Regions from separate parts of the Mus musculus genome. Here regions 1, 3 and 4 are each linked to region 2. The links are chromatin contacts, called in public promoter capture Hi-C maps. All regions are on one chromosome and are shown on one strand. Each heading gives the region's core, a stretch centred on a gene start, on an enhancer-like site or on the middle of the called end of the contact. The rest is flanking DNA. Distances are from core to core; before and after follow the strand shown.

Evidence for each region. Promoter capture Hi-C pulls out the DNA fragments that hold promoters and counts their contacts. Capture Hi-C pulls out chosen DNA fragments and counts their contacts.
Region 1: a promoter capture Hi-C map of hematopoietic stem and progenitor cells shows a contact between it and region 2, with 2.1 times the contacts expected there. The contact joins the enhancer-like site here to the promoter of Abcg1 in region 2. A contact is called at or near these places in 6 of 39 promoter capture datasets (the 3T3-L1 cell line, 3T3-L1-derived adipocytes, embryonic stem cells and 3 more), 1 of 115 datasets of contacts at active chromatin or transcription factors (embryonic stem cells) and 2 of 9 other capture datasets (adipose tissue and embryonic stem cells).
Region 3: a promoter capture Hi-C map of the HPC-7 cell line shows a contact between it and region 2, with 2.2 times the contacts expected there. The contact joins the enhancer-like site here to the promoter of Abcg1 in region 2. A contact is called at or near these places in 8 of 39 promoter capture datasets (the HPC-7 cell line, embryonic stem cells, hippocampal neurons and 4 more), 4 of 115 datasets of contacts at active chromatin or transcription factors (the HPC-7 cell line, bone marrow-derived macrophages, effector CD8 T cells and 1 more) and 3 of 9 other capture datasets (adipose tissue, embryonic stem cells and liver).
Region 4: a promoter capture Hi-C map of pancreatic islet shows a contact between it and region 2. The contact joins the promoter of Rsph1 here to the promoter of Abcg1 in region 2. A contact is called at or near these places in 4 of 39 promoter capture datasets (the HPC-7 cell line, hematopoietic stem and progenitor cells and pre-B cells), 3 of 115 datasets of contacts at active chromatin or transcription factors (double positive thymocytes, embryonic stem cells and forebrain) and 2 of 9 other capture datasets (adipose tissue and pancreatic islet).

What each region holds. Positions count from the first base shown.
Region 1 is chr17:31,183,858-31,189,081 of GRCm38.p6, reverse strand. It overlaps Tmprss3 (transmembrane protease, serine 3), which reads left to right. Exons shown (of 12, transcript NM_080727.2): 8 at 613-782; 9 at 2,484-2,579; 10 at 4,371-4,513; 11 at 5,116-5,224. Among named protein-coding and RNA genes, the nearest start is that of Tmprss3, 11 kb to the left of the region's middle. Within about 2 kb of position 2,756, at least 13 of the 459 cell types and tissues checked have an H3K27ac peak or open chromatin away from gene starts, as enhancers often do. A contact at or near this core is called in hematopoietic stem and progenitor cells, where this site is marked.
Region 2 is chr17:31,054,272-31,059,938 of GRCm38.p6, reverse strand. Abcg1 (ATP binding cassette subfamily G member 1) reads right to left here and starts at 2,245. Exons shown (of 15, transcript NM_009593.2): 1 at 2,083-2,245. The coding sequence starts at 2,124.
Region 3 is chr17:31,219,954-31,225,365 of GRCm38.p6, reverse strand. All of the region lies in intron 6 of Ubash3a (ubiquitin associated and SH3 domain containing, A), which reads right to left. Among named protein-coding and RNA genes, the nearest start is that of Ubash3a, 15 kb to the right of the region's middle. Within about 2 kb of position 1,360, at least 95 of the 459 cell types and tissues checked have an H3K27ac peak or open chromatin away from gene starts, as enhancers often do. A contact at or near this core is called in the HPC-7 cell line, bone marrow-derived macrophages, effector CD8 T cells and 2 more, where this site is marked.
Region 4 is chr17:31,275,097-31,280,522 of GRCm38.p6, reverse strand. It overlaps Rsph1 (radial spoke head 1 homolog (Chlamydomonas)), which reads left to right and starts at 3,227. Exons shown (of 9, transcript NM_025290.4): 1 at 3,227-3,321. The coding sequence starts at 3,268.

The DNA of each region.
Region 1 (5,224 bases), core at 1,507-4,006, 130 kb before region 2:
TGGGTCAGGTAGAGATGGGATGATCTGGAGGTGAGGGCAAGTCAGCAAGCCATGTGCCTTACAGTGGATCTGTCTCTGCGTCTGAGAGTGACGTGAGCTGAGCTGGCACAGGGAAGGTAGAAAAGGGAGGAGGGAGCTCAAGGCAGAATGAGACCCATTGAAATAAGGGTCCTAGGTCCTCCCGTCGCTCACTACTCCTCATCCATGGTATGACACAGCAGGATACCCTGGGTGGAAGTGCAGGGTATCCAGAGAACACTGAGCCCCCTTGAAGCTGTGTCTGCCAGGCGTTTAGTAGTCCCAGAAACACCTTAGTGGCGGATTCTCTTTTTATCTCCTGGTTTGGTTACTGTCCAATGGAGAAGAGCCTCTCTGCAGAGAGCAAAGCTTAGCCCAGATCTCAAATGCGTATCTCTGGGGTGTCATGGAAAGAATGACCTGTCTGGGGGTATACACGAGTGTGGTCTGTGTGGGGCACAGATGTGTAGGGTATTGGGCCATCTCCCACCTGGAGATCCCACATCTCTCACCATTTCCCTGGGCTCTTGGGACACCAGAGTTCAACAGGGCTGGGTCTCTCCTGAGATTCACCTCTCTGTTTGTGCATTTCAGCCTGTACCACCCCAAGTCCTGGACTGTCCAGGTGGGTCTTGTGTCCCTGATGGACAGTCCTGTGCCCTCCCATCTGGTGGAGAAAATCATCTATCACAGCAAGTACAAGCCAAAGCGGCTGGGCAATGACATAGCCCTCATGAAGCTGTCCGAGCCACTCACCTTTGACGGTACAAACGTTTAGGCCTCTGCCCTGCACTTGCTTTTAGCTTGTTTCAAGAGCTTGCCTGTCGAGGCACTGTTATACTGTCTGCTTTACTATCCTTGCATGGAAATTCCAAAATCTGATTCAGCTAGGTGTTGATGTAGGTGCATAGCATTTGCTCGTTAAAGGTGTGTGTTCGAGAGCACACATGTGCACATGCATGTGCATGCACAAATGTATGCATGCACATAGGGGGCCAGAAAGTCATTCTTGAATGTTGTTCCTTTGGAAGCAGCACCTTGCTTTTTTGGGGGATTCAGTCTCTTATTGATCTAGACTTGCCTAATAGACTGACTGACCAAGAAGCCCCAGGGACCCTTCTGTCTCTGTCTCTGCCTCCTCAGTACTGGGTAACACCCTCAATGCCACTACAGCTGCCTTTTTACATGGGTGGCCCAGATCAAACTCAGCAGTTCATGATTGTGCAGCAAGCACTTAGCCAGCACAGCTACCTTCCCAGCCCGAATTAGGTGTTTTCAGTGTGAGCATGTTAGGAGACGGAGCCCTTGCTTAAGATTTCAGCCTGTTACGTTTTTTAGACTTAGGTTGTCGACCTTGGCTGTCCCTCTAGTGCCAATTCAACCTCACAGCCTTCCAGTTCTGCTCTGTTCTCTCTGCCCTGTGCCAGCTGCAGATGGCTACCTGATGCCTCTAGGTGGCAGAAGAGAGCCGCCTGTCCTCAGGGACCCAGAGCACTTTGCTGTCCTGGTTTTTGCTGCTTGCAGCCTCTCCAGTGGAAGGAGCAGAGTCCCAGGCTGGGGCAGCTTGAGGGCTTGCAAAGAGCCTCTCTCTTCCATCTGGAAGGTTCTAGGTAGCCCAGCTAGAACTCTCAAAACTCACAAAGCACAAAGCAGGAGGAATGTTGGCTTCAGTAAAAGTCCTGACCATCCCAGGATAAGCACTCTGGAGGGCAGGCAGGGCCATTTCCAAGGTAGACTCCTATTCTCGGCAGCAAACCTGTGTGATTTCAAGGGCAACAGAAAAGCTGCTTAAGTGGGGGGTGGGGGTTACTTGCTAATTATTGTTGGTGATATTTGATTCTAGAAAGGGAGTTGTCTGTAGCATACTTGGCTAAAGAGTTAAATAGTTAAATATGTCTCTATCCTTCTCCACTTTTCCATGATTACCATGCAGGATGGGGAGGAGGGGGTGCATCTCAGGTGCTGCTCACACAGAAGCCCTGGGCACATGCAGCTGCTTGGCTTTGCTAGAGCATCAGCGGCATAGCCTAGATGCAGGCCGGCTGTCACCACTAACACTTAACGTCTGGTCCAGGAGTGATCAACTGTGGCCCAAGGGCCAGCCACGTGTGACCCAATGCACATTTGAGCGAGTAAAATCTTGTCATAAATCCATCAGCCCCTTTGTGTATGTCTCCTGCGGTTCCAGCAACCGTGATGAGGTCCACATAGCTCACAAGCCTGAACTGTCTTCTATCCAACTGTCCAGCCTTTTACAGACAGGCTTGGCTGCTGGGCTCTGGACTCCTGCCACAGTTTAGGGCTACATCTGGGAGATGAGTGGGCGTGGCTTCTGCTCTGAGCTAGCTCCATAACCAAGGCCCAACCACTTCCTAGAGGGTGGGTTTAGAGACCTGAACACGAGGTCAGTTGATTTCTGGGGCAGTGGCTTCAGGAACTTCACCTCATTGTGCCCCTTCTAACAGAGACCATCCAGCCCATCTGTCTGCCCAACTCTGAAGAGAACTTTCCCGATGGGAAACTGTGCTGGACCTCAGGATGGGGAGCCACAGAGGATGGAGGTCAGTGGTCTGAAGCCTGAGACAGGGAGGGCCCCTCGGGATGCTTGGATGTCCCAGCTCAGGGTTGGGGCAGGCCAACTGTTCACAACAGCCATCTGCTGAATAGCCGTGGGTCACCATGGTGCCACTCCTCTTTGGACAGTGTGACGTTTTGAGGTTTCATGAAGAAATGAGCTATAGTGGAGAAGTGTGGGTACTTCTCCATGGTGAGGCCTCCACCCAACCCTCCTTCCTGCCCCTTCTTACTCTACTGAAGCAAGTGTCTGAAGCACACCTTGATGAGCCTCAAGCTTGTACCAAGCAGTACAAGATGACGAAGTCTTGTCTGAGAACTGGCATGGTGTGTTATTTTCTCCTATGAGCTTGCTATAGAAGGCATGACTCAGCTAATTCCACTGCTTTGGTAATGCTAATACTCTCAGTGATGGTCACGTCATGTACTTGCCAGGGACATCTTTGTCCCTTGCATCCAAGGCACAGTGCTGACACAGTCTCTCCAGCAATGGCTTTCCTTTGTGCATTTTCTAGGCACAGGCCAGCCTGCTGTCACTAGAAACTGTAGCCAAACTACTGAGGCCTGGATGGCTCAAAAAGCTCAAAAGGGCAGACTTGAGTCCTCTATCTTTCTGAAGTCTGAGGTCAAGATGTCTGTCCCAGCATCTCTCCAGTGTCTGGTGGCTCTAGCTATCCTTAGTGTTCCTTGGCTGGCTAATGTGTCAACCCAGATCCAATGTCTATGTGGTTGTTTGATTTTTGATTTTTTTCTGTTTATTTGTTTTGTTTTTTTTTCCCTAATGTGAGCTCTGGGTATCCAACCTACCACATTCCAGGTTGATCCATCATCTTAGTCCCTTGACCCCTGGCCCCATGGCATCAGTTGTCAGATCTAGAGCCTGCCCTAAATGCAAGGTAACTCAGCCTCCACATGGTACGTGATCCATACTTTAGCAGCTTCTGCTCCAAGCAAGATCACATGTCTTGGTTGCAGGCAGGCAAATAAGAAGGAGGTTATAGTCAACCCATGAGAGAAGCTCAGGGTTCGCCTTTGGAGACGTGTTCATGCAGGCTCTCACTGCAGCCCAGGCTGACCGCATGAACCTCACCACAAGCCTCCTGCCTCAGCCTCTCAAACTCCAGGATTCAATGCCCACTTTGTTTGTTACCTTCCAGCCTCAGGGGTCACTTGTGCTGTAGGCTGGCTCCTCAGTTGTCTCTGGGGACGGTGACAGCTGTTGTCCCTTTACCTTTGCTCCCACACTCCTGGGTTCACGGCCTCATCCTTGACTTCAAGGCTGACAGGCTGATCTGACTCTGGAGTTGCTCTGATGTCACCTTCTTCAAGTTGTTGATAGGTCCTTGTAATTTTCATGAGTTTACCAGCATCATCTGGGCTAGCTCACAACCATACCCTTGAATACCTTCAAGGTTCCCTAGTCAATGGCAAAGCCACAGGTTCAGGGCCCACACCTGTATTTGGAGGGACACGTTACTGTTGACTGAATTCAGCTCTGTCCAGAGGTGGGCGGCCTTCAGGGCCTCAGTTTCCCTTTTGCAATGTGGACTGACTGGCATGGGTCGAGGCTTGGTTGGCTGTGAGACAGCACACTGAGCAGGGGACACTCTGGGTGCCACGGGCTCCGTGACAGTCTGCTGTCCCAGTTACAGTAGACCTGGTCTTTGCTGTGACTGCTTCCTGTCAGGTGGAAAGTCCCATGTCCCCTGGTTCTCTTGACTCTGTTCTCTAAGCCGAACTCTGTCTCACTATGAATTTCTTACATTACTCTGAGGCAGGTGACGCCTCCCCTGTCCTGAACCACGCGGCTGTCCCTTTAATTTCAAACAAGATCTGCAACCACAGGGACGTGTATGGTGGTATCATCTCTCCCTCCATGCTCTGTGCAGGCTACCTGAAGGGCGGTGTGGACAGCTGCCAGGTAAAGGACTTCCAGTAGCCCTTGGGGCCTCGGCAAAAGGCCAGGGTCTAGTTTAGTGACCCAGCCCATGGGACAGGCCCCTGCCAGTTTCCCCGTGAAAAACAAATTTACATGGCACAAGGAAGAGATTTGCTTAAGATATCCCCTGGCTTTCTTGGTGGCCCAGCCTGTGTTTACCCAGGTTCCCAGTCTTTCAGGGCACACAGGATGTGGCCTCCCCTCATCTCTCCAGCCTGATTCTGAGTGGGAAAGGGGGCTATGAGCTGATGAACCCAGGCTTGCAAAATCCACAGTGAATGAGACTCAGTACTGCCGTTGGACACAGTGATTTAGATCTGGCTCAGGCAGACTCCCTCTCTTCCAGCTCAGTGGGCTACGCAGGCCACCTTTGACTTAAAAGTGTAGTGTTTGGGATCTGAAGGCAGACATAGCCAGAGGGAAGCGTTCCCATATGGTCAAGGAGCCATGTCTTGAGTCCATTCTAGAAGTATACAGGGAGAGGTGTGCACATGGTTCTCCGGTGATGTGACATGGAAAGTCTGTGCAGCCGGGACAGTATAGCTGTCCCAGCCTCTTGACCTTTGCTTCTATTGACTCTGCAGGGAGACAGTGGAGGACCCCTGGTGTGCCAGGAGAGGAGACTGTGGAAGTTAGTGGGTGCAACAAGTTTTGGAATCGGCTGTGCTGAAGTGAACAAGCCTGGAGTCTATA
Region 2 (5,667 bases), core at 996-3,495:
TGTGTCTTTGCCACCTCAGAGAACCTAGTACTCCCAGATGCTCTGGCCCCCCTCCAGAATGCTCCTCCAGATTTAGAGGAGACACAGATGTTGTCACACAGACAACATCAGCAGGACCCTAAAGCAGGAGACTCTTAAAAAGCAAATCCTGAGGTCTTGTTATAACCAAGATAGAACATTTTAAAAGTTAACTTCATCTTTGTTTTGTGTCTATAGCACCCGATATTCCTAGTGGCTTTCACTTCCTATTCCCAAACAGGTCCCAACCAGGCTGACCCTGATTGGCTTCCAAGAGCAAACAAGATCTGTGGACCCAAGGTGGTATAACCACAGACAGATAGACGTTTAAAACTTCAAACAAAGGTGCCAGGTTTGCAGGAAGAAACGTCTTTTCAAATATATCAATAGGTTTCCCGAAAAATAAAAGATAAACCCCAGCTATTATGAGATTGGTAACTTCATAGCAGGGGTCTGGGCTGTATCAAACCATAATGTTGTATGGAAACCTATATCCTACAGCAGTTCGGTTCGTTTATCTACATGTTCAAACCAGTTCTGTGCAGAGAGAACCCATCAAACTTCCTCTCTTTGCAAAGATCGTCAATTATCATAATTTTCTGTTGCTAGTAATAATCTTCACATTGATAGATACGTGCACAAGGGCCAATTTTTCAGTGTTAACCAAGCCTCCAGGTAGAGTCAACTAGATAAAGGTGCAGACTGGAATACCCGAGGAGAAGCGATTCCTGTTTTCATTGACTCTGGCGAGTCTGAAATGGAGCACAGCCCAAGGATGGGGAGCAGCTTAGAAGGGTCTTCCTTCCCGCCTCACCCCACCCCCTGCTAACCACCACCATCACCACAGTGCATCTTTGCTCCATTCTATCGGTTTACACAAAATCATTACATAATGAGTCGGCGGGCAGGGCTCGAGACGAGTTCTACAGTAACCTGTTTGGAATCACAGGATGCGGTTGTCAGAGCAGAGCATGCGCACAAAGCCGAGTGCTTTTTTTTTTTTTCCTCTAGAGCGCAAGGCAAGAGGTAACTGTCGGTCAAATCCTGGGGAGCCTTGCTGACTTCAAATACAGGATGCTAAAAATGAAATAAAGGGGAGGGACTGTGAGATGTGGGCTTCTAGCGTATTGGGAAGGAACAGGCAGGCTAGTAACAGAAAGAAAGGCACGATTCGGGTGGGAAAACGGAGGGCTTGCTGTTTATACTCCACCACAGTCTGAAGTCAGCTTAAGAGGTTATTAACCGCAATGTCCGCTTGTTAGACAGAGCCGGTAGGGCCAAGGGTGAGACCAGACAGATGGTGGGCTGGTTTTTGTTGTTGTATGTTAGCTTTCTCCTGGAGCATTGAGTGACCGTGGAAGAGGAGACGCTTGCCCACCTCTGAGAAACAATACTTGTCTAGCAATTCTGTAGCACCCAGGTTTTGTCCTAACACTGGTATCTGGGGGGATGGGGGCGTGTAAATGCCCACACCCTACCCTCACCCTGGCAGGGATCTGAGCTCGTCCTCCTCTGTCTCCCCTGGGACTTCGCTGCCTCCTCCAAGAGTAGCTGTCTCTGGGGAGCGCAGGAGAGCAGGCTCCGTTTCGTGGGGCGCAGTTTCTCTTTTTGTGTCCCCCCCCCCCCACTGTGCCCAGGACTCCAGAGGGTGGCGCAAGAAGTCCCCCGCCGTCTGCCCGCTCCACAGAGCTCCTCAGAGAGATCTGACCCTCCCCTCCCTCGGGCTGAGCCTGCAGTCCCTCCCCAGTGCGCTTCCACATCTCCAGCCCCTCACCCAGGAGGCGGACAAGTCAAGGCCATCTACCTGTCCACTTGTGGGGTTGCTCGCTACCCGCGCCCCACTCCACCTTCTGGATGCCCTAAGCCAGTACAGGAGCATCTCAAAGCTCCAGGTGGCCAGGGCGGAGTCGAGCAGCGCCGGGCACCTCTCCAGAGCACCCCAGGTCAGCGCCCGGAGGATGCGCTCATAGGCGGCTGGTGTGAGGACCAGCCAGCCTGGCTTTGAGCTTCCTGTTTCCTTAGAAGATAAAAGCCAGCCCGGAGTGCGAAGGATGTGCGACTCACCATGGCGGTGCCGACCGAGAAAGCGGCCATCAGACAGGCCATGCCCCGGGGGCGGCGGCGGCAGCGGCAGTGGAGACAAGTCTGCGGGCGGCGGGGACGAGGTTGCAGGAACGAGGCTGCGCTTGCTCCTGCTCCTCCGCGGCGCTCTGCGCGGGTTCCGACTGCGCCCCGGCCCCGCCCCTGCCCACGATTGGGCCGGGCGGAGGGGGCGGGGCGCCGACAGGTGCGCGTGCTCTTGTTTTGCTCCTGTTGCGGAGCGGCTGGAGGATGCTCTGGACCCGAAGCTGTCTGCTAGGCCTCTCCCAACCGCCTGGGCCTGGGAAGCCCACTTCAGGGACCCTGCAGGAGCTGGGCCAGCTCAACCCTAGACGAACCAGTGGGGGCGCCCTACAAACCACGGGGTCCTTGTTTCGGAAACCTCCCGAGGTAGCTTGAGATCAATGGGATAGGGAAGAAGGCAGGTGGCTCCTTTGTTCTGCCTTTGTTATGCATGCCTTCCAGGTAGAAGCCCCAGGGACAAACGTAGAAAACAGCCCCAGGGCTTTTCCCTTAGCGCTAGTGTGCGGTGACCCTAAATTGAGGCAGCATGGGCGTTCATACAGATAGCTCCTAGGTCTCCATCAGCACCACTCCATCCCCAAATAAGCCACAGGGGTGTTTCCAGTGTCTTACACAGCCACGTTCTTGTACCCTACTGAAACCCCTGTGATTTGTAAATGGGACGTTGCGTGGTAACCGTGGTGAAAATCTTTAATCCCAACCTCAGATCCTAAACTAAGTCTTCTGTTGAAATGATTCTCTGTCACCCCCAGCACAGTAGAGCCACCCGCTCCAACACTTGGGTGTGCTGGGGTACTTTCTGCTCTCCTAGAAAGGGGCAGGCAAGTGGTTGTCACATCCTCAGATCCTTGACCTCAGCTAAGCTTCTCCCTAGCATCACAGAAAGAAAAGTGGGTGTGGCTGAGTTTGGAGGGAAGAGGGTGGGCTTCTAATACCGGAGGGACCGATGGCCCTATCTGGTATCAAGAAGGCTGACAAAGCCAGGGCATTCTAGAAGGTTATGAGTACAAACCTCCTTGTGAGACTATGCTGGGGCCTAGCAAACACAGAAGTGGATGCTCACAGTCAGCTAATGGATGGATCACAGGGCTCCCAATGGAGGAGCTAGAGAAAGTACCCAAGGAGCTAAAGGGATCTGCAACCCTATAGGTGGAACAACATTATGAACTAACCAGTACCCCGGAGCTCTTGACTCTAGCTGCATATGTATCAAAAGATGGCCTAGTCGGCCATCACTGGAAAGAGAGGCCCATTGGACACGCAAACTTTATATGCCCCAGTACAGGGGAACACCATGGCCAAAAAGGGGGAGTGGGTGGGTAAGGGAGTGGGGGTGGGTGGGTATGGGGGACTTTTGGTATAGCATTGGAAATGTAAATGAGCTAAATACCTAATAAAAAATGGAAAAAAAAAGGATAGAAAAAAAATAAAAATAAAATTCAGATTAAAAAAAAAAAGAGTACAAACCTCCCAGGGAGTGAGAAAGGTTTCTGGGGCCTGGGCTACTGTCTGCCCTGGTGCCCAACCATGCTGTAAAGCAGCAAGAATGGACAAGGGGAGACACTGAATAATGTGACCAGGACACAGGCCATGGTATCAGCATGCCTGGTTTTGCAGATATCTACCCTCTGTCTGTTCTCCCTACTTTCAGAATTTTCTTCTGGCATTTCTCTCTTTCTCAAGCCCCTTCTACTCAACCCCATCCCCACCCCTTCCCCCATTTCCACGCCCCCTTTGATTCACATTCCTTTGATGAACCTTTAATTCAAAAGTAGGCCAATGAGCTTCCAGCCCCCAGCAGCCTCCATGCAGCCTGTGTACTGGAGCTTCAGATGGGAGGCAGGGCTTTCTGGGTTCCTGAGAATGCACAGGGCTCAGACAGAGACAGCCATGTGTGGGGTTCTCACTGGTGTGGCTTGGGCCACTGAAAGGGTTCCCACTCATATATGTGTCCATGGGGTAGTAGTCCCCCTGGCCACAATGGACCCCACAAGTGATGGGTGCTTCCTACCTACAAACAAGTATCTTTTCCATTGTTTACTCCTGGCATCCCCTTCATGCCTGAGCAGGGAATGAGAGAGTGGCAGAGTTGGACAGACTTGTGCTGTAAGTGACAGAAAGCCAGTTTTGACTGGCCAAGTACACTGTTTTCTGCAGTGAGTAGGTTCCAATCATTCTGTAGTGAGTAAGTTCTGAACACTGGTTTCATGTGCAACAGGGCCAAGGATAAGTACACACACATGCACACACACACTTTGATTTCTCAGTACTCTGCCTTCATGTGGTAGTTTCTCTCAGGGACTGTTACCTTCTAAGCTGGCTAGTCTTGTGTCAATTTGACACACAAACTAGAGTCATCTAAAAAGAGGGGACCTTAACTGAGAAAATGCCTCCATAAGATCTGGCTATAAGGCATTTTCTTAATTAGTGATTGATGGGGAGGGCCCAGCCCATTATGAGTGTTTCCACCCCTGGGCTGGTGGTCCTGGGTTCTATAAGAAAGCAGGCTGAGCAAGCCAGGGGAAGCAAACCAGTAAGCAGCACCCTCCATGGCCTCTACATCAGTTCTTACCTCCAGGTTCCTGCCACCTTTAAGTTCCTTTGGTGATGAACAGCTATTTAGAAGTGTAAGCTGAATTAACCCTTTCCTTTTCAACTAGCTTTTTGGCGATGGTGTTTTGTTGCAGCAAGAGAAACTCTAAGTAAGACTATTGCTCTTCCATCCTATCAACTGCACCCAGTTAATGGTGCCTAGTCCTGATGGTCCCTCCCAGGCTGAGTCACATGGAAGGAAAAATCAAGTAGCTGAGTCCCAAGGCACTACAGAGGGAGCTACAACCCACTTGGCAGAGACCTTCTAACCACAAGTACCAGGCCAGTCAATGTGAAGCAGGCACAGCTCAGCATTGTCCAGGCCAGACACAACCCCAGGGGGAATTTCTGCCAAGACACGACCATACATAGATGGACCTAGTTGGCCTTGAGGACTTTTGGAAGGAAAGCCACTTCCTGTTTCAGCAAGGAGGCTTTCCATTAATACTGTCATCCTTGATACCTTCGGGAGTCTGGTTTCCAGACCCCTATCCAATGCCAAAACCTCATATCTCTTGCAAGGATGCAAGGTTTGCTTATAACATACCCATCCCCTCCTACAGGATGTATACCCTGAACAGTCTCTGACTTACTTCTACCATGTTACAATCATTTCTAATAAGATGCAGGCATCATTTCAATGGCAGTAGCACTTAGAGGAAGGCTTCTTAAGCTGTGGGTCCATAGTCCAACTAGAGCTGCCCGATAGAACGTGTGGATCATGGAAATGTTGGCAATAATTCATTAGAAATCAATCCCATAATGAACCCAAGGATTTTCTGTCAACACTCACATTACAGCCTTGATCCTTAATATGCAACACACACTTTGCACCACAAAGGTCATCATACTAACAACATGTTCCTTCAGATTTCCAAATACTGTATGTTAAATGTTTATTGTGCATACAAAGGTGTGGGCTGTCATGGTATA
Region 3 (5,412 bases), core at 111-2,610, 170 kb before region 2:
GCTGTTTTCAGACACAACAGAAGAGGACATCGGATCCCATTACAGATGGTTGTGAGCCACCATGTGGTTGCTGGGAATTGAACTCAGGACCTCTGAAAGAGCAGTCAGTGCTCTTAACCACTGAGCCATCTCTTCAGCTCCATTAATATCTTCTTAAAAAATTTTTTTTGAGACAGGATCTGAGGTATCCCAGGTAGGCCTTAAGCTATGTAGGCAAAGAGTGTGGGATTCCAGGTTTAGAGGACTCTGTAGATCAAACTCAGGGCCTTGTATGCACTGGGCGAGCCCTCCATTCATTGAGCTACGTGTTGATCCCTCCTCTCATTACTTTGGCCCCGATGTCTTCCCAACTTTTCTCTCCTGATGTCTCTTCTAGGTAAATACCTCATTTACTCAGTGGCATTCAAAGCAATGATCCCATCAGGATTTTGTCTGAAGTATCGTAAAACCGGAAGTGACTCTGAAGTTGACAGCTCTCTCTGACTCACTCTCCTCAACCACCCATGAGGTGCGTTTTTATTTACTCAGCCCCTTTCTGGCAGGGAACAGTTCCCCACCATCCCAGCCCGAGACTGTCTAGAGCCACTCGGCCTCACTTGCCCTGAGTCTCTCGGCAGCAGCTGTCTGCCTGACACCTGTGACCACGCTCTGGGCCATCTGTGACCTTTGTGGCGTTTTGATACAGTTCATGTGTTTAAATGTTTTATTTTACATATATGGGAGCTTTGTCTACATGTATGTCTGTGCATTGTGGTTCTGGCTGATAGCCATTGAAGCCAGAAGAAGGCATCAGATCCCTTGGGACTGGACTTCCAGATGGTTGTGAGCCACACTGTGGGTGCTGGGAATTGAACTGGGGTCCTCTAAAAGAACAGTCAGCGCTTTTAATTGCAGAGCCATTTCTCTGGTCTCAAGTATTTTTAGATTACCCATAAGTTATGGCTCTCTGTCCCTGTCATTGTGACGTGTCTTGTTTCAATTCATAACCTCTTATGGGCTCCTCCATGTGGACCTGGGCTGGAGAGATGGCTTGGCCATTAAAGGCACACACCAATAAGACGTGGACTTCATGCGTTCTTAAGCTACAGATGCCAGTGGGATAGAGTGCGGGTGTCAGTGGATCCTGGAGCTGAACTGTGACATACACTGCAGCCACTGAGAGCAGCTTTCAATGACCTGTCATGCAGAGCAGATGGAGCTAAAGCACCCTCACACAGGAAGTGTAGGCTGCTCTCGTCTTCCTGAGGGCAAAGCAGGGGTACATGTGTAACGTGGGGCCCACTGCCCAGACAGTAAAACCATTGTTATCTCCGAGTGACATCTGTGAACTTTACAGTCAGAGAGGAAGTTGAGTTTGTCTGCTAGTCATTCAACTAAAAATGCAAGCAAGAGGTTGGCGAGCACATGGGTGGCGAAGGGACAGAGGGAAGCACGTGACATTTTGTCGGGTTTTTTTTTTTTTTTCCTCTTGGACTTAGGTGTGTCACTTAGCAGTTAACTGATGCCATAGAAGTGGATGAAGTTTCTATTCACCTCTGTTCCTAGAAGGGGATTCACCTCAGTGTGTGGCATTTAAAGACAAAGTCGCTGTGTTAGTGTCTGCCCTGGGCTTACTGTCACACAGCTTCAATGACAGAACAGGTTTCATTGTCTCTCTGTCCCGGAGTGTAGGAGGTCCAAGATCAAGGCAATACAGGAGGAACTTGTGATTCATCTTGGGGACTCTGTCCTAGGCCTGGTGAGAAGCTAGTGTCTTCCCCTGTATCCTTAGTGAACTCTGATCAAAGTAAGATTGGATAAGGGACCCCTCAATTGAAAGGTCTTTCTCTAATATAAATGTTCATCAGGGCTCCAGCATATGAGTGTTTGGAGGGACACAGTTCATCCAGCAACGGCCCGCCCTTGCTGTGTGGAAGCCTCAACCTGACAGCTCGATTTGTGGGATTTGATTAGCTCTGTGGTGGGAGGTCTTCATGTGGTTGGAAGACAGCTTCAGCTTCTGTTGGGCTCTGATTCTCAGCCCCGGCCTTTCTGATCTGCAGCCGGGCTGTATACTTGTTCTGTGAAGATGGCTGAAACTGAGGTAGCGGTGGTCTGTCCCCCACAGCTATCTTCCAGTAATATGTGGTTTCCAAGTAACAAGTGGGTGGTGTTGGATTGGGACCACAGGGTCCTTAGAATCTTGCAGCCACCTGCTAGAGAGTTTACACTGGTGCTGGTGGGGGTTGTCTGTGAAGTACAATGTGTTCCAGTGCCAGCCACCTTCAGGGCTGGGGAGGTTCCTCTGAGTAGGAAGGGGCCTCTTCCCATGTGGTATGCAGATCTCTCCCTGGGTGCTTCTTGCTGTTTGTATCAAGCGTACCCTGTGTGAGTCCTGTGCCCTTGGGAGTTATATATGGAATGTATATACAACGTATAGTCTGGCCACAGGCCAACTCTCTATGCACATAGGTGTCAGTCTACATTCCCCACTGTTTAACGCTTTCATGACACATTCAGATTTGCCAGGACTTCCCTTAAGACAGTGTCATTGTGTAGCACTGGCCACCTTGGATCTCATGGAGGTCCGCCTGCCTCTGTCTCCTAAGTACTGGAATTAAGTCTGGGTGCCACTATGCCCCAATTTAAAACCTCCTTAAATGTTTAGAAGAATATTTAGCAGCTTTAAAGGCCATAGACAGCCTACTGCCAGTTCCCAGCCTATGTCACACCACAGTTAGCCTGGGGTTGGGGGACAGTGCTTGTAGTTATCCTGGTGTGTGTGTGTGGGGTGGGGGATGGGGTGTCAGATTGGGGTCGGGGAAGTGGAAGCTCATCACATACACCCCAGCATTCATCCAGAACTTCCTTTTTCTTGCAACTTTTACGAATGTACAATGGTTCCTGAGAGAAACTGGTCTCCCAGGAAGGTCAGGGTCACAAGGAGGGGCACTTGTCCAGGTGCAGGTGACATACTGCAGGAAGTAGAACCGTTGCTAGACAGAGTTTAGTGCAGAAGCTTTGCAGTAGCCGCAGAGTCCAGGCTCGTCCCTTGGCTGATGGCTTCTCTGTCACAGTGAGGTCTTCTGCCCTTGGTGGGAGACAAGGAGGACAGGGCCTAATAGCCCCTCCTCCCCAGCCTCCTGGAGTTTGATGCCAGCCCTGCCCTATGTTCTTCTGCTTGTTTTTGTTTTTTTGTTTTTTTTTTTTTTGTTTTTTTTTTTTTTTTTTTTTAGAGCGGCTAACTGACCATGTAGATTCTGCAGGAAACCAAAGCTTCCTTGATTTTGTGACGTTGTTCAGCCCTTCACCTCCCAGGCTGGGGGCTCAGCTTTCACAGGAGGGTGTGTGTAGCTCTCTGTACAGGCCCTTGTTGTGAGTTAGCGGGTCACGAGGGGACACCTGATATGAAAGCCCTGGAATCCGGCTGAGTTTTCTTTCCTGCGTTTGCAGGTGTGCTCCTCAGGTTTTATGAATTAGCACGTGAAGCTAAAATGATGCGGGATAGCCCCGCTGCGGAGCTGGCCGAATCCATGCAGTTTAAAAGCTATTTTAAGTTAGTATATATACATGACAGATTCATAAGTGCATATAAGAATCCATGGTTAGCTCTGCTGCCTAGCATACAGGAAACCCACATGACGGCGCAGATCTGTAATACCAGCGCTCTCTCTGGAGATGGAGGCAGGAGGATTCGAAGCTCAAAAGGTCATCCTTGGCTATATAGCAACATAGTGAGTCCCAGGGCAGCCTTGGGAGGGGTGGTAGGGGATCTACTTTGTTGTCACTGCATTTAGTGGCACAGTCCAAGGGCACAGATGCTGTCCCTGGCCTGTCATGCAAACCCAAATGTAAGCTTAATTTTAACAGGAAGAACCAGTAGCCTAGAGGTCACCCGATCTCCTTTCATAAATACTTTCAGGAAACCCTCCATTTAATAAAAATAATAATTACTTGGAAAGTCCTTTTCCCCATGAAATCCTGTCAGCCACTAAATGGCCCAAATCAATCATTTGCTTTAAATATTCAAAATACCTTGCTTCTTGATTTATTCAAAACAGAAGTTTTAGCTACTGGAACTTTTACCACACTTATTAACTGGCTTCCAGTAGGTGCATAAATAAAACAGTATGGTTTCCAAAGCTTTGCCTTGTGATACAAAGAGATGCGGGGCAGGGGGCGGGGCTCCCTGAATACACGGAGATCTGTCCAGCAAATATGTATAACACACATGCACAAAATGTTTATGCAAGTGCAAACACACAAACACACACACACACACACACACACACACACACACACAGAAAAAAAACCAGTCATGGTTATTCCCGGCAGAGCACATATAGATTGTGGGTTGGAGGATGCCCATAGGATCAAGACAGAGGTATGGAAGTGGGGGAAAGGACCCCATGTTGCAGCAAAATGCTTAGCAACATTGTTCATGGGAAACAGAACCGATAAAGAATGGAGTTGGGTAAGTAGCTCTGGTTATCTCTGTTAGCATTCTGTCTAAGCTCCACCTCACAGTTACCTGGCAACAGCCAGGTAGGCCTGGCCCAGTATAAAAGGGGCTGCTTGCCCCTCCTCCCTCTCTCTTACTCTTGCTTCCCTCTTGCTTCTCTCTTGCCCTCTTGGGCTCTTCCCTTTCCCCTCTCTCCACGTGCTCATGGCCATGCCGGCCTCTACTTCTCTACTCTCTCTCTCTGCCTTTCTCTGCCTCTATTACCCCCTTAATTCCCCTCTCCATGCCCCGAATAAACTCTATTCTATACTATACCCGTCATGTGACTGATCCTTCAGGGGGATGGGATGCCTTGGCATGCGCCCGCTGAAACACCCCCCTCCCCCCACACCTCACCACACTCCATAAGACATATTCTATATCTCTTTATCTTTTTACAACTATGCCAATCCTATGTGCAGTATCAAAGTTTCACCAAGTTTCTCCTTTTTGCTTATAGTAAAATGGGAGAGGAGACAGATACATTGAGGGGAGGAACCGATACATTTAAGAAACAAACATCTTGGTTCTGAAAAGTTTGAAAACCCTTAGCCCAGATGGTGCTAGATACTAAAATAAAGAGATCCGCCAAATGAGCTGGAAGAAACAAACCACCAAGCATAGGCCAGCTTCCAGGAAATACATTTTACCAACAACCACACAAGCTTAGGGGAGGACCCTAAGCATCAGATGAGAATGCAGTGCAAGCCATGCCAGGATCACAGCCTTATAGGATCATTCAGTTAAATTTGTGTCATTTTGTTACAGAACAATAGGAAACTGCTAACCCTCCTTAGAAGGCTACAAGGGCCAGTTCTGACCTCCGTGTGCACTCTGTGATGTTCATGAGATGGAAATATTTCACAGTATTTGAGCATTATTATCTCAGACAAGTAATTTGAAGCAATCTGATTTCCTGAGGGTTATCAGCA
Region 4 (5,426 bases), core at 1,978-4,477, 220 kb before region 2:
GAGGTCAACTACAGAGCAAGATTTTGGTCAGCGTGGCTACCCTATCTCAAAAAACAAACAAACCAGACACTGTCTGATAACTCTTGTAACAGCCACAACGACCTACACTTGATTAATAGCGGGCAGCTTTCTTCATTTTTATCCTCATTTTAAACTATGATCATCGGGGGAGGGGAGGCTGGAGAAATGGCTCAGCAGTTAGGAACACTCCTGAGTTTGATTCCCAGCACCCACGTGGCCCTCACAACTGTCTGATGCTGTTCGGTGGTGTGCAGATGTACATGCAGACAAAAATCATATACATAAAATACATAAATAAATAAAATCTTAAAAAAAATACTAGGACCGACCAAGAGAGCCAAATACATACACTGGCTAATAGGTAATCTTTGGGAACCCTTCTCTCTACTAGGGACCCTCTGACTCTGTCCTTTTCCTCTCCTGAATACAGGTGATGGCTGCTGACTCCCTTGCCACAGAACTCAGAATAAACAGCCTTTGCTTGTTCTAGTTAGGATGGTTTAAGTTTCTCATAGAAATGTATATTCTGTTGTGATACTGAAAGATCCAACCCTCATCCTATTTCTATCTCAGCCTTCCCATGGTGGTCTTTTAGCTGTCTTCACATGGAGAAAGACGCAAGACCAGAGGACAAATCATGTGTCCTCTGATGGCTGGCAGAGGGCAGATTAATAGGAAGTGTGCTTCAGGGGGCCTCCCGTGTAACGGTCTGGATGCCCTGAAGAGATGTGCGGCCTCACGGCCTCATCGCTTTGCAAAGGCCTCACCTCAGCACCACTGGCATGGTTTGGAAGGGTTTCCCAAGGGCTCATATGCTAGGTCACTGACCTGTGGCACGAGTAGGGAATGAAGGAAGTCAGATCACTGGGACACGCTCTAAAAGGGGCTCCTGAGTCACTCATTCCCACGGTGACATGGTATGCAGAGGTGACAGATGTGACAGAGGTGACTGGATTTGAGGGTTTGAGTTTCTCCAGGACATTCTGTGCTGCGTGAGGACAGACCACACACTGGAACCCTGGTGCTAGAGCAGAGACTCTCAGGATAACGACTCATCTTTCAGTTCTAATGACATGGACCCATGGCTGTATCTACATACGCAGATTTCCTTGTCCTTTTTTGGAGATGGAAACTCTGTCGTGGGGGCAGATGCAGAGAAATTGAGAATTTTTCTCTCTCCACAGTTCAGGATAAGAATATTTAATTCATTTCCCCATGTCTCTGTATATACACTATGTTTTTGCTCTTAATGCAAGTAAGTATTCTGACCCAGAGGCAGACCTCATGACCAGGGTTCTCATCATGCTGACAGAAGTCTCAAAGTGGTAGAGCCAGTTACCCAGGACTAAAACCTCCATAACCATTAGCTAAGCTGTGGCCTTGTGTGATTTGCTCAGTGGTGGAAAAGCCGCTGGCATCTACCAACAGCACCTGGCATTCTGTAGGAGACATTTAAACCCCAGCTGCTGTGGGATGTAACAGGTCAAACTTACAGGGATGTTGGTCAGAGGGCACACTAGCTCATGTATAAAACCTAGTGAGGACAGTTTGGTTACCTACCATACATCACAGTGACAGTTTTACCTTGCCTTCCTGTTGCTATGGTAAAATAGCATGGACCAAAGCAACTCAGGGGCAGGGATGGCTTATTTGGCTTACGGGCTGAAGACCTAAGAGGAGCACTACCTACTGGCTCATGCCCTCTGGCTTGCTTACACATCCTAGAGATGGTGCCGCCCACAGTGGGCTGGGTTCTCCTCCACCAATGAGCAATACCCACCACAGACATTCTCACAGACCAGGACACAATTCCTCGATTGAGATCCCTTCTTCCCGAGTGTGTTGGGTTGACAACCAAAATTGTCACAGTGACAAGGACAGTTCACATGAAGTGTGAAGAGCAGATTCTAAAGGTTGCACCCAGGAGTGATTACAGTGGTCGTGTGGCTGTGGCTGTGGCTGTGGCTGTGGCTGTGGCTGTGGAAATCGGCACCTGGTATGTGTGTGTGTGTGTGTGTGTGTGTGTGTGTGTGTGTGAATTGGAACACTGCATACACATCAAGGCACATTAGCATTTTAAATTGTCTGTCCCAAGTTATGTTTTACGTTTTATTACACGGGGAGACAGCTCTTTAGCCAATCTTTGGGGAGGAAAAAAAAGTGTATTGGTGTGCTTTCAAGTGTGGGCAAGCAGGTATTCCAGGGAGCTGGTGGGCTAGAGCAGGCAGAAGCCAGAAGTAGGAACTAGAGGATTGGGCGGTTTGGTTTGTTTGCAATGTAGCTAGTGCAGGGAGGGGGGATCTTGAGGACATAGAGGGAGCCTGTGTGTGCTTGGGTTTCTGCACAGAGGAAAACTGTGAGACGGGTAGGAGGCCAGATACCGGGACAGAAAGTCTAGCTTAGCAGGAAGGTCTGAGCCTGGGATGACAGTATAGGGGTGGGAGGGGACCCAGAGGGGCCTTGCAGGGTAGAATGTGGCACTGGAGGGACCTATCTGTAAGAGACAGTCAGTGTGAATAAGTGGGTCTGAGTGGGTCTGTATGCGTGGCATGACAGGCTGGGCCTTTGAGAGGAAGCCCACAGGCACCAGAAGACAGAGCAGAATGAATGTGGGTTCTTTGCGAGAGAAAGCTCAAAAGTAACCTGAATTGGTTTGAGATGTTAAACCCTGACCCGGGTCAGTGAGCATGAGTTTGAGTGGTCAGAATTCATCGCTCCAGTGTATACGTGTTGACAGGAAACAGAAAAGACTCAAGAGTACACTCATCTAGAGACCACAAACATCTCAGTGTAGATGAGCCTGGGAGGGTCCTTGCATCCACGGGGGACCCAAGGGATTGAAAGGCAAGGCCTAGATTTGAGATACATCTCTCATCCTAATGGCGGGTCTGCTTTTTCAGGTGGTTCCTTGTAGAGCCCACAAACTAGACTACTAAGGACATTCCCCAGGCCAGTGACACTGCCCATGTTAGGAGGCCAGGTCTGCGTGGGTACCAAGTCTGCCAAGGCCCCGCCCACCCCCTCGTCCTGGGCGGCGATTGGCAGAAATGCCCTTCCAGTTGCTAGGACACTATTCCAGCTCTTGGCTCCTCCCACGCTTCTTTTGCAGCCGTTTTCCGCCACTCTTTCAGGCGGAGAGCCAAGTGGGGCGGGCAGTGTCTCCATGACGACGCGGGACGCGCGTGGGGGTGGCTGGTAACTGCTTGATAGAGACGTTGCTCCTGAGATCCTGTCTGAAACCAGATCATGTCGGACCTGGGCTCTGAGGAGTTAGAGGAGGAGGGAGAGAACGACCTTGGGGTGAGAGCTCTTGACCAGGGAGGGACTTCTGGAGTACGTCGCAGCTCCGGAGCGGGAGGCGTGGGGACCGAAGGGCCGAAAGGCCGGGGACAGAACCACGCCGGCCACACTGGCGGCGCTGAGTCCAGGAAGTCGCTTGAAAGGTGAAACGCCGTGACGTCTAGTTTCCACCCTCCTTCCCCGCTCCCATCCCGCCTCCCATTAAAGGCGAAGATTTCTAGGCAGAGGGTATGAGTTAAAGGGATAGAGAAGGTTGCCTCCTGACAACTCACCACTGTGCTGAGGTGGCCCGGGCTCTCAAGGTTTCACCATGTAGGTCTTGAATCAGTGTCTCTGAACCATCCCAAGTCATCGGGATCACTTCCCTAGTGTAGACAACAGAGGGAAGGCAAAGGACCCATAGCCAGGATGTGCTCTCATGGTGAGTGCATTGTGGGCCGGCTGTTTATCCTTAAATCCGAGAATGACCACGCCCTGGCTGACAAAGTGGGGACTAGGCCTGCTGTGTGTGAGCAAACGGGAGTTTGAGCATCAACTGAAGAGCCCAGCCCTATGCTCTGTAATGCAGTGTTGGTACCTGCTCAGACCTCTTTGCAGGCTTCCCTACTTAACTTCTTCATCCATGAGCAGGAGCAGCTTGGTCAGTGGGAAGATGCAGGAGTGCTTTGGAGTCCCTTGCTCCCAACACCAAGGAGCTAGTGCAAAAAAACAGGACTCTCTCAAGTGTGAAATCTAGACCTCATGGTCTCCGTGCTGGAGGCTGGTATTGCACCTGAAGTTTGCAACATGCGCCCTGGCTTAGCTGCCTCCTTTCCAATCTGACAGACCTGGTTTCTTAGGGTTCTCCTTCCATGGGGAAGATGGCTCTGTCAAGTAAAGTGCTTGCTGAGCCACATGGACCTGAGTTCAGATACCACTATCATGTAAAGAGCTAGCACAGGAGGATCCCTGGAGCTGGCTGGCCAGCCTACCTGAACGGGGGGGGGGGGGGGGGTGTCCAGCTTTCAGTGAGAGACCGGTTTCAAAATATAAGGTGGAGAGATTCGAGGAAGACATTGCATGTCAATCTCTGGTTTCTAGAGATGAGCATGAACGTTCACATGAGCAAACACCTACATGGTCATGGATATACCCACCTTACTGCACATCACACACACACACACACACACACACCACACATACACACACATACCCCATACCACACACACCACACACACACACACACCACACATACACACACATACCCCATACCACACACACACACCACACATACACACCATACCACACACCTCACACACACACAAACCACACCATACACCATCCACACACACTCTCTCATGAGAGACACAGAGGTCATTAATCTACCCTCTGCTTCTGCTCATACATATCTGATTTACACACAGTCTCGTCTTCCATCGGGGTTTCCGGTTTGTTCCCCGCCCGCTCCTACTGATTTGTAACATGTTTAAGCCTGTAGTCAAGACACCAAACCACCTTTAGGTGAACTTAAAGAATGTCTCTGTTAGTCACCCATACAGCTCAGTCAGTGTTAGGCATACTGGGAGGTCCCTGAGATGGCAGTAGGGATCCACTTCTGTGACTCAGCGTTGGCCATAATGGGAGACCTCCAAGATGGGAGCAGTGACTTTGTGCATTGTGGGTATTAGCTACCTTTCTATTGCTGTGATCAAGCACCATGGCTCATGGAAGGAAGGGTTTATTTGCACTTATGATTCCAGGGGGGTGAGAGTCTGTCCTGGTGAGGAAGCAGGCACAGGGGCAGACATGGCGACAGGAACAGGTAGCTGAGAGCTGACATCTTCAGATTCGAGCAGAGAGCACAAACAGGAAGTGGTATGAAACTACAAACACTCGGAAGTCCGTCCCTAGTGATGTGCTTCCTCCAGCAAGCCTCTACCTCCCAAAGGTTCAGCAGTCTCCCCAAACTACCACCAAACGGGGAATCAATGCAGAGATAGATACATGAGCTTATAGGGGGCGTCCTCACTCAAACCACCACACTGTTGTTTGGAACAACCCTGAGATCAAATTTGTAGGGTTAAACACTTATATTCTAGGCAGGAATTTCTGAGCTAAACTGCTCA